Linked DNA regions of Mus musculus: region 2 is linked to region 1. The links are chromatin contacts, called in public Hi-C maps. All regions are on one chromosome and are shown on one strand. Each heading gives the region's core, a stretch centred on a gene start, on an enhancer-like site or on the middle of the called end of the contact. The rest is flanking DNA. Distances are from core to core; before and after follow the strand shown.

Region 1 (6,986 bases), core at 3,467-5,966:
TGCCTGCTTTCTTATGCTATTCAGGACCACTTGCCCAGGGATGTCACTACTGCAAATGGGTGGGGCCCTCCCACATCAATCATCAATCAAGAAAATACCCCACAGACTTGCCTACAGGCCAACTTTAAGGAAGCATTTTCTCTGTTAAGATTCTCTTTCCCAGGGGCTGGAGAGATGGCTCAGCAGTTAAGAGCACTGAATGCTCTTCCAATGGTCCTGAGTTCAAATCCCAGCAACCACATGGAGGCTCACAACCATCCATAATGAGACCCGACACCCTCTTCTGGTGTGTCTGAAGTCAGCTACAGTGTACTTTGATAAAATAATCAATAAATCTTAAAAAAGAAAAGATTCTTTTTCCTAGATACATTTAAGCTTATGTCAAGTTGACAAAAGACCAGCCAACACACCAACACAAGGTACATGCTCAATGTTTACTTTGGAAGTTTTTTTAAAAACACAAATATTTGTTTTCTCTAATAGAAAACCTCCTTCTGGTCTAGATTTCCTCCTCATGTCAATGTTCTTTCACTACTCTCATTATACTCATTGGATCTTAACCTAACTACTGCTGGATGTCCTACCATGAAAGACAAATGAAGTAGATCCAACATAAGCCTCAAGAACACCATATTTACATGAGATTTAGAATATTAACTAATAAAAAATTAATATTGTGCAGAGCTGTAACGTTTTAAAAGGTTCTTTTTTTATGTGTGTGTTCCTAGTGCATATCAAACAGTGCTGTTTCATGAGCTCAACCAATGTGTCAAGTGATGGAAAAGACATTAAATTTGTCAAAAATTTAGATTATTAGAAGTGAAGAATTTATGATTTGGTTGTCATATAGCTAGCTAGAGGAGGCTCTGAGTTGAGGAGAAACTAGAGGCCATGACTCCCAGATCAAACATATTTTTTCCTACATCTTTGTTTCATTAACAGACAATGCTGAGAACAAAAGTAGTTTATGTAAACATTCAGTTAACAAAGCATGTATTAAATGTCTACAGCGCTAATAATATCAGCCAAGTAGAATATCTGACATGGAAGTGTTTAATGAACCTTGGACGCTTCCTTTGGTCAGATTTAGAAGAATAAAAGATGCTCCCAGCCAAATGCTTCTAACCAGATGTAAAATTCTTTGTGTTCACTAGAACATGACCCTGCAGCCTCCAGTAAGTAGCGACTTCTGCCAGGACCATTGCTTGGGATATCTGGAAATATTTTTGTTGGGTCTATCTTGACTCTTCCTGGCTATAACTCTGGTTTCCATCTCCTGTTTTATCATATTTGTCTACATTAGGTAACAGACATCCCTGGAAACTGAGAAACAGGACCACCAGGGGTCTCAGCTTCTTGATTATTTTGCCTCGTCTTCAGCCATGCTGTGGTTATTGTGGTAGCCATCACAAAAATCTTGGTTGTTTTGATTTGCATGCTCAGTCCCTATTTGGACCTAGGCTTTTCATTCTCCGCAAGGTTAAGCAGACAAACTATTGTTTTCCTTTTCAAAAATTCTAGGTAGTTTGGCAGTGGGCACATAAATAAAAGTAGGTCTGGTAACATTTTTTTTTTAAGTTGGTTTAAATGTACGATCCCCTCTTTCCCTAGGCTCATGTGTTGGAATACTTGATCTCGGGTGGTGGAACTATTTTGGCAGGGTATGAAAACTTAACTCTCTTTGACTACATTTTACTTAAAAATTTTGAGAATTTCTTTCAATGTGTTTTGAATATATCTACCCGACTCCCCCAACTCCTCCTATTATCATTCTCTCTACTCTTTTCTCCCATCCAATTTTGAGATTATCTCCTCCTCTTCCTCCTTTTTCTCTTCCTTCTCCTTTTTCATTCCCCCCAGTATGGGTTGTCTGGCTAGTCTTAGAAATTTTTTCTCTCCTGCTGTGAAGTTAGCTTACCATGGCTCACATCACGAAAGAAAACTAATTTTCCCTACTTCAGCATCCTTCAACTAGTGGTTGGATTTTGTATCTGGGAAAAATAGTTTCCTTGATGTTTTCTACTGCCTTTGGGTGTAGAAAGTTTAGGATGTGGAGCCTTGATAAAGGAATTCGTTCCCTGGGGGTGGTGGTGGGTCGTGATGGAGGGGCGGATGGTAGTGTGTAGTGGTTGTGGTGAGTGGGTTTATAGCCCAGTTCCTCTTCTTGTTTTCTTCCTCTGCTTCTTGATCTGTGGAGATGTGAACACACAATGTTAGGCTCCTGCGCCCACAGGTGCAAACCATCCCCACCATGTGGCCTTTCCCACCATGATAGAGAGTGTCTCTGCAAACAAGAATCTCAGATAAAACCTCCTCTTGTGCGTTGCTTCTTGAAAGGTTTACAGTCACAGCAGTAGGTGAAGTGACCTGTGCATGTGTCCATTGAAAGTGACCAATTCTGAGTTCTAGGTAAGTTATAACACTTTTAATTTTGGTGAGGGTTTTCCTGAGAATATTATGCAGAGAAAACCAATGGGAGATAATATCTACTCAAGTATGAGTTCTTATATAAAGTAATGGAAAAATTCCATCAAAAAAAAAGAGAAAAGAGTTCCATTTTTTTTTTTGGGGTTCTGCCTTATACCCTCATTTTTATGTATAGGCATCAAGAATAGGTTAGAAAATATGTATAGAAACATTATGAAATGAAATATATTAAAATAATGATCATGTTTACCTTAAAAATAAAAGCCAAATTAAAAAATATAAACTGAAAAAAAAAATATAAACTGGCCACAGAGATGGGAATCTTCAGGGAATCTCCTTGCAAGCTATGTAGTACCTTGTTCCTTTTGCCTCATGGCTATCATACACCAGGTGACATGTGAAGAATGACTTCCATACCATGACAGGACCTTCTTCAGTGCTAGTAGGAGGTTAGTAATGTCGATGTAAGGGATGGACTATCTTCCTCCTTTTATTAAGTAATTACTATTCCTGTTACTCAGGAGCTAGTCTGTGAGTTTTGCCTTCACAGATGGCTTGTTGTTTTTAAATGAATTATAACCCACTAGCGTCTCATGCTCTGAGAGAGTTCAGCGGTGGCAGAGACAAAAGAGCAAGCCAAAGCTGTATGTGGCTACAGTAGATTTGAGGGACAGAAATGCTGACTTGATAGTACTGTGGATATGTGGATGTTCCCCAACATGTCTGTGAGTTAGAATCCTGGGGCAATTGTCATCCTTTTCTCTTTACCTTGTGCCACATTCTCCATGAAGTTTCATTTCAAGAAGAAGGGAACCTGATCAAAAGGGCCAGTCCACAAGCAGAGTGCTTAGTGATGGAGGTGAGATGGAGAGTGCTTCATAGATGAGGCATCTCAACCCCCACCGTGGGACCAGCAGCAGATCTATCTATAATCAGGTCCCATTTAAATCAAACACTGGCAATCTCACTTTCATCATGGGTCCATCTTTTCCTATTACAGTCTCTTAACAGTTCAACGGGATGCTGTACAAGTACCACCAGCAATCTGTAAGTTGTGTCTTTCCAGGAAGCCTGGAGATACTGCCTTTTACTGATGCATATGGTCTATAGAAGCATTCTAGTTTTTCATTCTTGGATGATCTTGAACTGATGGTGACCCGATAGCTTAACAGAAACAGGGCGTCTTCATCTTAACTGATCTTTTGTGGGAGATGTCTACACAAATCCTACATCATTAAAGTTCATAGTTGAGTTGGAGAGCAGGACCATTATTATAGTACATAGCCAGATTGGAGGATTGAAGCATTTTAGACTACAGAGTTGAGTTGGAGGGCAGGGCAATGGACTATGCACTGGATGCTGTTGACCAAGGAAAAAAGAAGCAAGCAGGCAGCCTTACCCTTACAGAACTTGGAAAAGCCGTAAATGCTATAGAATCAAAGGTATTAAAAAATGCTGCCCTATAACCTATTCCAAATTTTTATTCTAGATCTATGTTTCACCCACACAGTTTGAAGAAGGGGTAGCTATAGTGTAGCATTCACTCTCACGCTAACTGTACCCCTGACTCTGGTCAACACATGGAGCTTTGAATTGAAAGCATGACTTACTTGTTTGAATCTGGGATTGGTTCTGTTCCAAATGTATCCCCCAGGACAGATGCAAGGTCCTCCATGGCTTTGCTACATGGGTTCTTCCTAAGACTGGGACTGAGAAGCTAAGACTGATAATACTTCAGACTTTGCCAAAGTGTCTGGACTTGCCTCTGTGGAGCAGGGCTAATTTCTGTGAATATGTTGTTTCTCCAAGGTTGGCCGGGTTTATGAAGTGGAAATAAAGCTGTTACTGTATAACAAATTGAAGCCATACTTGTTTTCCTACCCCTTGGTATCCTATTCAAGATTAAGATATATTTATTTTCCCTATGGCAGGGTGGCTCAATTTCCCTAAGATTGGAGGAATGCAGATTGGTGTATGCATGCTGAAGAGGGAGAGCAAGGAGGACTGACTTAGCTGTCTTCAAGAAGAATGAATGTGAACTAAGAGCCTTCTCTGTTGTTTATGTTTTTCCTTGCAGATACTCTGACTATGAATAATAGTTTCAATAAGAAAGACAGGATGTGTTCTGAGAGGAAGACCGGGAGTTGTGACAGGCAGAAGAAAAATGAAGCCAAACAACATGGAGGTGTGTCATCACCGCTGGATTTTGTCCTGATCTATGTCCAGTCATCTCTGTCGGGCGCCCATTCAAGACGCAGCATATCTACTCTGAGTTTGAAGTCATGGGTGAGCTTTCAAGGGCAACACATGGAAACAGGTTTGACTACTTCCTTCCCACGACACATGTTCATCACTCATCCATCCATTCGAGAATCCTATATCGAGGGCCCTCTCTTTGTGTTAGAGTTAATGACAGGTACTAGAGGTTATCAACTGCATGGTTCCTAGAAGTTATATAATAGTGAACAGGAACAGCTTGATTTTTATCTTTAAAATTAACTTTATGTTGCTGGAGAGATAGCTTAGTGGTTACGAGTGCTTGTTGTTCTTCCAGAAGACCTAAATTTAGTACTCAACATTTTAGGAGGTTCATAACATCCTGTAACCCTTGCTGGGGGGGGGGGAGGACGGGTGTGGAGGTGTCAAATGTCCTATTCTGGCCTCTACGGACACTTGTACACACATAGCAGACACAAATAAATAGAAGAATAAAACAACTTAAATATTATAACTCCAGGTAAAGTCTTCTAACCAGAAATACTTAAATGGATAGACAAAGGCAGTGGAAATTATAATTAGTTAATAAATTTTTAATATCTATGTGTGTATGTGTATGTGGCTCTTCTGTGTGTGTGTGTGTGTGTGTGTGTGTGTGTGTGAGAGAGAGAGAGAGAGAGAGAGAGAGAGAGAGAGAGAGAGAGAGAGAGAGAGAGTTCATCAATTTGGATAGGCTGGCTGGATAAATATGCTCTAGAAATCCATATATAGCACTACACATTTACAGGCATGTTCAGGTGTCTATGTCTGGCTTTTACATGAGTGCTGGGAATGCAAACTCAGGCCTACCTGTTCATGTGGCTTTTTCGTAGCCAATGGAGCCATTCTTGCAGTCCCTGAAGAATCCTGTTATATGTTATCTTTTAAGAGCAGCTACAAATCAGACTAAACATGACTGAGTCTTGAGATGCTCTATTTGTTGCTCAGGTGGAAAAGTAAACAGCTTTCAGAGAGCTTTCCTTTCTGTTTAATCAGCAGCATCTGCAGCAGTGATACCCTTCAGTTTCTCAGGGTGGATTCTCTGCCTAGCATTGTTTATAATGCAATGTTATAGTAACAGCCTTCTACATTCATCGTCATTAATGTGGGAGATTAGATAGGAAAAAGAAAGAGTGGATCAAAAAAAGTCATTAGTCAAGACAGAAAGTCACAGCTGAACCATAGAAGTATTTGTTTGGTGAGATAGTGGGGGACAAAAAAAACAGTGGCTGTTTGAAAGGATTTATGAGAAAGTGACCTACGCAATGAAGGAAATATAGGTGTTGAGACCCCACCCCCATGGTAAAGAATCACGGTAAGCAAGAAAGTAGGACTCAGCAGGTGACTTGTGGTTGCCTATTGCTACCTAGTAAGTTATATAATGACTTTCCTTTCCTTTCCTTTCCTTTCCTTTCCTTTCCTTTCCTTTCCTTTCCTTTCCTTTCCTTTCCTTTCCTTTCCTTTCCTTTCCTTTCCTTTCCTTTCCTTTCCTTTCCTTTCCTTTCCTTTTTTCCTTTCCTCTTTTTCTTTCCTTTTCCTTTTCCTTTCCCTTTCCTTTCCTTTTCCTTCCCTTTCCTTCCCTTTTCCTTCCCTTTTCCTTTCTTTTCCTTTTCAGCGTTGTAGTTAGGAAAATCTGTGGTGTAGTTGGTGCTCCTCAAAAGTTTGGTTTTAGGGGCCGATGACTGATAGAATGCTTGCTTAGTACGCATATAGTATGTGAAGCCCTGGATCTCATTGGAAGATCTGGATAAACTGGGCATGGTGGTCCACATTGGTCATTCCAGAACTAAGGAGATGAGGAGTTCAAGTCTATGTTCAGTACATAGGAAGCTGGAGGTCAACCTAGGATGTGTGACCTTGTTAAAAAGAGAAGGAGGAGGAGGGAGAGGAGGAAGAGGATGATGATGATGAGAACACCAGAGGAGTGTGCAGCAAAAGATGTCTTCTTGTTATGACACAGCCAGTTGCTAGGGTTAGAGGCAAGAGGTAATGAGGTGGTAGGATGACTAGTGTTCATTATATACATGCATGAAACTGTCAGAATGGGAGAGAAGGGGAGAGGGAAAGAGAAAAAGAGAGAAAGAGGGGCAGGGGAGAGAAGGTTAATGTTTTCTGTACTAGTGGGTACTATACAGAAAGGGTGAGTCAGCTATCCAATGAAAACAAAGCTAAGACATTCATGGGAGGAGACTGAAGATCTTATTTGCTCTGAATTCCCAGGAAGCAGAGTGCAGGAATGTCCAGGTCCTACCTGTCTGCCAGGGAAAGGAGGAATCGATGACTGGTTGTAGCTAGGGAGAGTG
Region 2 (7,284 bases), core at 1,108-3,607, 130 kb before region 1:
TCCGTTCTGAGATAACACTGTGTAGATGCTTGCTTGCGTTTCCTTGGGTTTTGCCTTTCTTTATTTTGAACTTCACTGAACACCCCCGTACACAGCAGGAATGCCTGAAGTGTTCTTTGCTGCCCCCGGTGCTCTCCACCGCCCCCCCCCCCCATCCACTTCTCATCTTCCCATTTTAGTGTGTAGGGGGGAAAACCTGGGATTTCTTCAAGCTATGACAACAGGAAGTCCTGTCTCTTAAGCTTCCAGGCTAGCAAATATGTGGGTATAGTTCTCTCTCTCTCTCTCTCTCTCTCTCTCTCTCTCTTTTTTCTTTTTTGGAAACATTTTTGTATCTGTTTTTGGAGATGAATTTCAGAATCTTATGATAGATCCCTTCCCCCCTCCCCCCTTTTTCTTTGTAGAAACTGATGACTTAGAAGTATCTCAAGGCTCAGGAATTTTTCCCTCCGGATATTTCTACAAAAACCAGTGGAGGCCCAGGAGGTTCAAGATGCGCCACTTTAATGACCCCGACAACATTACGGAATGCTTGCAAGGAAAAATGGTGTATTTGTTCGGTGACTCGACAATCAGGCAGTGGTTTGAATACCTCACTGCATTTGTTCCAGGTGGGTACTCTGCTACTGGTTTCATGACTGTCCCCAGTATGAGGGAAATCGTACTGGGAATGAACAGACTCATTTTTTGAGCCTGACGAGAGGAGTCAGGTGAGGAGGCGATCTCTCAGTAAAGGGTGCCCGCAGAGTCTTGCTTTGGTGGAGGTTGTCACGAGGTTCACACCGTTGACTCTCTCTGACCTTGGACGAGGCAGGCACTCCGCAGTGCTTCCTTCTCTGTGTCAGAGTAGACAGCGGAGCGGCACCGTGCCACCTCACAGGTGTCCTTTACCGCTAATCTTCTGGATCAAGAAACTGTCGGCCACGGCCGCTTGTCTCTTTCCCAGTTCCGTATGGCTCAATTCTAGGTCTGTACAGGAGCTTACTGGAAGGAAGCAGCCAAATGTGTATCTGTAGCAAAGGCATCCCTGGGGCCTCTCACTGAGAAAGACATGGCTGCTGTTTGGAGACTGTGGGCAAGGCCCAGCATTCTTAGCCTCACTCTGAGACCCACCCTCCAGATCCAGAGTAAGACAGTGCTGGTTGGAGTCCTACCACTCAGCCACAGGAGGCACGGTCTTCTTTCCCTAAGTGTGTGTCCTTACCTGTTAAGGATCAGGTGGTGTTGTGGGAACTATTTGTGTGTTTTTGTGTATGTGAGTATGGGCGGAAGTGGGCGTGAGTGAAGGAATGAGTATGGAGGCCAAGGTCAGCCTGGAGTGTTGTTCTCAGGCTCTGTCCAGCTCGTTTTGCGAGACAGCCTCTCACTGGCCTGAGAGACCTGGCTGTCGCTGCCTCCCCGGCTCCTCCGGCTTCTTCCCGATTCGCCTCAGGTCGCTGTGCTTGTATGGAAAGCACTGATTGACTGAGCCATCTCCTCAGCCTGTGTGGGGACTTTTTTTTTTTTTAATATTTTTAATTTTTTAAAAGATTTATTTATTTATGTATACAAATACTTGGCATGTATGTCTGCACACCAGAAAATGGCATCGGACAATCATGAGTTGCCTTGTGGGTGCTGGGAATTGAACTCAGGATCTTTGGAACAGCAGTGACTGCTTTTATCATTGAGCCATCCCTCCAGCCCTGTAAACAGAGGTTATTTATTTCTTTATTTTATTCTAATATAAACTCGCATTGTTTTGTGTGTGAGTTGCTTAGGATGCTCTTTTCATCATTTCTAATTTACTTTTTTTAAACATTTTAAAAAACATTTATTTATTTTATTTATGGGTCCACTGTAGCTGTCTTCAGACACACCAGAAGAAGGCATCAGATCCCATTACAGATGGTTGTGAGCCACCATGTAGTTGCTGGGAATTGAACTCAGGACCTCTGGAAGAGCAAGCAGCCAGTGCTCTTAACGGCTGAGCCATCTCTCCAGCCCTTTAATTTACTTTTTTAAAAGAAAAGGAAGTTGATTTTTTTTACCCCCAAAGGTTGAAAGTCAGTTCTGGCTTTTCTTTTTTCATGGAAGCAGATATGATTGAGTTCTAGTTAGTGAAGGCTAAACTACAAATCTGTTGGAGGAAGCAGTGTGTGGCGCGATGCTGGCAAAGCCTTGGTGCTGACCTCGCAGGTCTTCCAGGCCTCTGCAGTCGCCTCTTCATAATTTCTGATGACGTAGCTTGATATTTCCATTAATAGCAATGATCACATGGATTGTTTTGCTCATTTTCCACAAGACCCTTGACAGACAGATGTTCATTTGATAAAATAAAGCCTTGTGTGGGTGCCTGATCTTTATCAAAAGTAAACGATAGTGTGAACTTTTATTCACTTCAACTCTGGAGGCAACATAGTAGTGAGTCAGTCAAGTGGAAGAGTCTAGAGGAGAAGCTTGGCATGCCGGAGAGGAGAGAGTGAAGCCCGCCTTAACCCTTAACGGGAATAGAGGAATAGTCTAGTCTGATGTGTCCTTTTCAGAATTGCCTGTAAGTCTTGGCTGATTTATGGCACCCATGGAAGGGAATTGAGCACAGTAGACTTGGAAGGAAGTGCGAACAGGACTGCAGTATCAACATTTACTGTGTTTGTATGCATGTCTGTCTGTCTGTATGTCTGTCTGTCTGTCTGTCTGAATGTCTTTATGCATGCAATTAGTTTGAGACAAGCTTTGCTGTGTACTCCTGCTAGCCTGCAGGTTGCTTTATGTATCAGCCTGCCTCTGCTTGTGAGGAATCCTCCTGCCTCAGCTTCCCGGGTGTGTGTGGATTTTGTAGGAACTGGGCCATGAAACACAACTTAAGGGGGAGGGAGTGAAAAGATTTCTAATCTGTGCTGCTGACCCCTCCTGCCCCCAACACACACTTTGCTTTCTTTTTCTTTTATCTGAGACATGCTATCACTGTCTGCCTAGCCTGGAATTCACTGTGTAGACCAGGCTGGCCTCATGATCCTAGTGATACATCTGTCTCTGCCTTACTGGTGCAAGGCTCGGGCTATGTGCCATCACCCCCCCCCCCACACACACACACACACATTTAACTTTGTTATTTCTTATGTTAGACAAGTTTTCTTATAAGGTTTTCACTATGGGGTAAACTTAATAGTCATAAGAAACAGAACCACCTTTTTTTTTTTTTTTTTCTTATTGGAAAAACAAGGAATTTGCTTTTTTTCTTTTTCTTTTTTTTTTTTTTTAAATTCAGGAGTATAATTTAGATTATTTTACTTTCTAAAAAAAAAAAATTAGCCAGACAGTGGTGGCGCACGCCTTTAATCCCAGCACTTGGGAGGCAGAGGCAGGCGGATTTCTGAGTTCGAGGCCAGCCTGGTCTACAAAGTGAGTTCCAGGACAGGCAGAGCTACACGGAGAAACCCTGTCTCGAACAAACCAAAAAAATAAATAAATAAATTAAAATAAAATAAAATAAAAAAATTATTTGTTTACCTATTTTGAGGTGAGATCTCTCACTGTAGCCCTGGGAAGCTTTAAACTCAGTAATTCCCCTGCCTTAGCCTCCCAAGTGCTGGTATTACAAACATATGCTATCATTCTTGGGCTAAAAATTTGTTTTAATTGATAAATAAGTGCATGTATTTAGAGGGTACCTTGGGACCTGTAGATAGAATGATTTATTAAGCTAACTACATATCTGTAACTTCATATACTTATTTATGGGCAGTGACATCGTTTGGGATGCCTTTGGGAGAGTCTAAAGTATGTTATTATTAACCATGGCCACTCTGCTGTGACTCGAGGTGTAACTCAGGGTGCTAGGTCTCACAGCCTGGCCCTTCCTCATTAGCATAGGTATCTTTGATTGACTTCTCCTGTTTGCTTCCCAAGGTCCCTAGCTTTTGGTGAGTTTCTACTCTTTGAGTGTTAAACTCTTAACAGTTACTACACAGAAGAGACGCCGGGGTGTGTTTTTCTTCCTATGCTGAGCTTATCTCACTTAGCATGGCATCCTTCTGGGCCTATTCATGTTATTGCAAATGGCAGCATTTTCATTTATTTATTTATTTATTTATTTATTTATTTTTATTAGATATTTTCTTTATGTACATTTCAAATGCTATCCCGAAAGTCCCCTATACCCTCCTCCCCCCCCCCCCCAACCGCCCTGATCCCCTACCCACCCACTCCCACTTCTTGGCCCTGGCATTCCCCTGTACGGGGCATATAAAGTTTGCAATACCAAGGGGCCTCTCTTCCCTGTGTTGGCCGACTAGGCCATCTTCTGCTACATATGCAGCTAGAGACATGAGCTCTGGGGGTACTGGTTAGTTCATATTGTTGTTCCACCTATAGGGTTGCAGACCCCTTCAGCTCCTTGGGTGCTTTCTCTAGCTTCTCCATTGGGGGCCCTGTGTTCCATCTTATAGATAACTGTAGGCATCCACTTCTGTATTTGCCAGGCACTGGCATAGCCTCATATGAGACAACTATACCAGGGTCCCTTCAGCAAAATCTTGCTGGCATATGCAATAGTGTCTGGGTTTGGTGGCTGATTATGGGATGTATCCCCGGGTGGGGTATTCTCTGGATAGTCCATCCTTTCGTCTTAGCTCTAAACTTTGTCTCTGTAACTCCTTTCATGGGTGTTTTGTTCCCTATTCTAAGGAGGAATGAAGTATCCACCCGTTGGTCTTCCCTCTTCCTGATTTTCTTGTGTTTTGCAAATTGTATCTTGGGTGTTCTATGTTTCTGGGCTAATATCTACTTATCAATGAGTGCATATCTAATGACTTCTTTTGTGATTGGGTTACCTCACTAAGGATGATATCTTCCAGATACATCCATTTGTCCAAATTTCATAAATCCATTGTTTTTAATAGCTTAGTAGTACTCCATTGTGTAAATGTACCACATTTTCTGTATCCATTCTTCTATTGAGGGACATCTGGGTTCTTTTCAGCTTCTGGCTATTATAAATAAGGCTGCTATGAACATAGTGGAGCATGTGTTCTTATTACCAGTTAGAACAACTTCTGGGTATATGAAATGGCAGCATTTTCAAAAAGATATGTGTAGTTCCTGAAATGCGCTCATAAAACAGAAGTTACAGACCCTGTCTTAGAAGATAAACTACTCATCAGTTAGAAGGATAAAATATGAATGCCATCTGCACTCTTAAATATTCAGTCATCCATGCAAATAGCAAGATTTCTTGGCTTAATGGAGGTAGTTATCTTAAGACATGTGTAGACTGTCACTGATAATATTGCTTATTATGGGATGCTTTGGCGTGATTTGAATAATTATGGCACTAGACTAAAGATCCATTGATTCAAAATGGGATACAGGCAATAGGCATTCCTCTTAAACGCCCCTTGAGCTCCTTCATTGTATTTCTATCTTTAAAACGGTTTGCAAAACCACTTGGATATTTAGAATGGATGTGTTTAGATGGAATGTTTTCATGAATTTGATTTTTTTCCCTTGTTTCAGATTTAGTGGAGTTCAATTTGGGCAGTCCCAAGAATGTCGGTCCCTTCCTTGCAGTGGACCAGAAACACAACGTCTTGCTCAGCTATCGCTGTCATGGTCCACCCATTCGCTTCACGAGCGTCTTTAGTAATGAGCTCCATTACGTGGCAAATGAACTGAACAGGCTCGTGGGAGGGAAGAACACAGTGGTGGCCATAGCCGTATGGTCTCACTTTAGCACGTTCCCCTTGGAAGTCTACATCCGGAGGCTCAGGAACATCAGGCGGGCAGTGGTCCAACTCCTGGACCGAAGTCCTAAGACAGTGGTTGTCATCCGGACAGGCAATGCCCAAGAGCTGGGGCCTGAGGTGAGCCTTTACAACAGTGACTGGTACAACTTTCAGCTGGACACTGTCCTTCGGAGGATGTTTTCAGGGGTCGGAGTCTACCTTGTTGATGCCTGGGAGATGACCTTGGCTCATCACCTACCCCACAAACTGCATCCAGATGAAGTGATCGTGAAGAACCAGCTGGACATGTTCTTATCTTACGTATGCCCCTTGGAGACCTAGCTGTCCTCAAGGACACTGGAGCAATCACGTCCAGTGACCTTTCCAATTGACCTGCAGCATAGATAATCTGTGATCGACTCCATTGCGAAATGGATACTCCCAATCGGTTTGCCATTCAGAAAAGAGCTGTCCTTTGCATAATGACTGGTAATGAACGTAGGCAGTGTAGGCTGCGTTTGTAGCTACCTATAGGATTTTTCCGTCTCGACTTAGCCATCCTAGAGATCTAACTTATTGCATCTGCACACGGTATTGCTGCCCTTGTAACCAAAGATGCTAATGAGTGGTTAAGAACTGGCTTCTCGGGGGTGAGGGTGGGGGTGGGGGTGGGGGTGACATGCTGATGCCATTTAAGAGATGCTTTGATGTAAACAGAAGGGATAGATTTGGTTGGCAGTGCTATGTTTGCCACTTACTCGATAAAGGGCATTTGAACAGGTCTTCATGAATGTGCCCTCCTCAGGAATAGAGAGGGATTCTTGCTAGAGGTTCCTGTGGCCACAATGAAGACTGTTGTATCTCAGGAGTTTCTATTGACTTATTTATTTATTTTCTCAATCACTTGTAAAGGCCAATGTGTGTGGTCAGAATTTTATATGAGGATATTATCAAGTTCCTGCTTTTATCTCAAAAGACGTCCAACGAAAGAGCACCCAGTCTCTGCTTTGGATTGGTATGGGCACTGGAGAACTATTTCTTACTTGATTCAGCTGAGTTTTATGTGATGAATTCTTACTCTGGAATAGCCACTTTTGGAAGCGACTGTGTAAATAGAAGTTTATTTTTATGTCCCGAAGCTTGTGGGTTTTAAGAACTGACTCTTATGTTAAGAATGCTGCTCACTCTCAGAAAGTTGTCAGGGTTTCTGCCCTCAGCAGTTCCAGCTGTTTCCCCTTTGCTTTTTGGCTGTCATGAAATATATGCCGAAATCAGACGTGAAACCAGATCAGAAGTTAATAAAATTAGATATTAAAACTCATGACAAGTATTTCTTGACTTGGGCATAAAGTCTGCATACCCATTGTCTGTCTCATGCTTGCATGTAAGGAGCCACTATTGAGCTATCTGCTATTTCTTCTGGCTTTTTGGACTGTGGTTCAAGTCTAGGGCCTTGCACACACTAGGAAGCTGTGTCTACCAACTGAATTACATTCCTAGCCCATTTCTGGATACCCCCAAGATACAAAGATTGGTCATTTTATTGGACGTTGTCTTATTAATATTAAGTGGTTTTAAA

What was found. Hi-C and Micro-C count contacts between places; a contact is called where the count stands out from the background.
Region 2: a Hi-C map of group 2 innate lymphoid cells shows a contact between it and region 1, with 2.4 times the contacts expected there. The contact joins two enhancer-like sites. A contact is called at or near these places in 7 of 39 promoter capture datasets (the C10 cell line, embryonic stem cells, liver and 2 more), 1 of 15 datasets of contacts at CTCF or cohesin (large pre-B cells), 24 of 484 Hi-C or Micro-C datasets (CD8 T cells, the HPC-5 cell line, LSK cells and 15 more), 4 of 115 datasets of contacts at active chromatin or transcription factors (CD8 T cells, bone marrow-derived macrophages, kidney and 1 more) and 3 of 9 other capture datasets (adipose tissue, liver and pancreatic islet).

What each region holds. Positions count from the first base shown.
Region 1 is chr16:55,713,006-55,719,991 of GRCm38.p6, reverse strand. No RefSeq gene overlaps it. Among named protein-coding and RNA genes, the nearest start is that of Nfkbiz, 110 kb to the left of the region's middle. Within about 2 kb of position 4,716, at least 4 of the 459 cell types and tissues checked have an H3K27ac peak or open chromatin away from gene starts, as enhancers often do. A contact at or near this core is called in group 2 innate lymphoid cells, where this site is marked.
Region 2 is chr16:55,842,939-55,850,222 of GRCm38.p6, reverse strand. Nxpe3 (neurexophilin and PC-esterase domain family, member 3) reads left to right here. Exons shown (of 6, transcript NM_001134457.1): 5 at 405-611; 6 at 5,497-7,284. The coding sequence ends at 6,047. Among named protein-coding and RNA genes, the nearest start is that of Nfkbiz, 24 kb to the right of the region's middle. Within about 2 kb of position 2,357, at least 4 of the 459 cell types and tissues checked have an H3K27ac peak or open chromatin away from gene starts, as enhancers often do. A contact at or near this core is called in group 2 innate lymphoid cells, where this site is marked.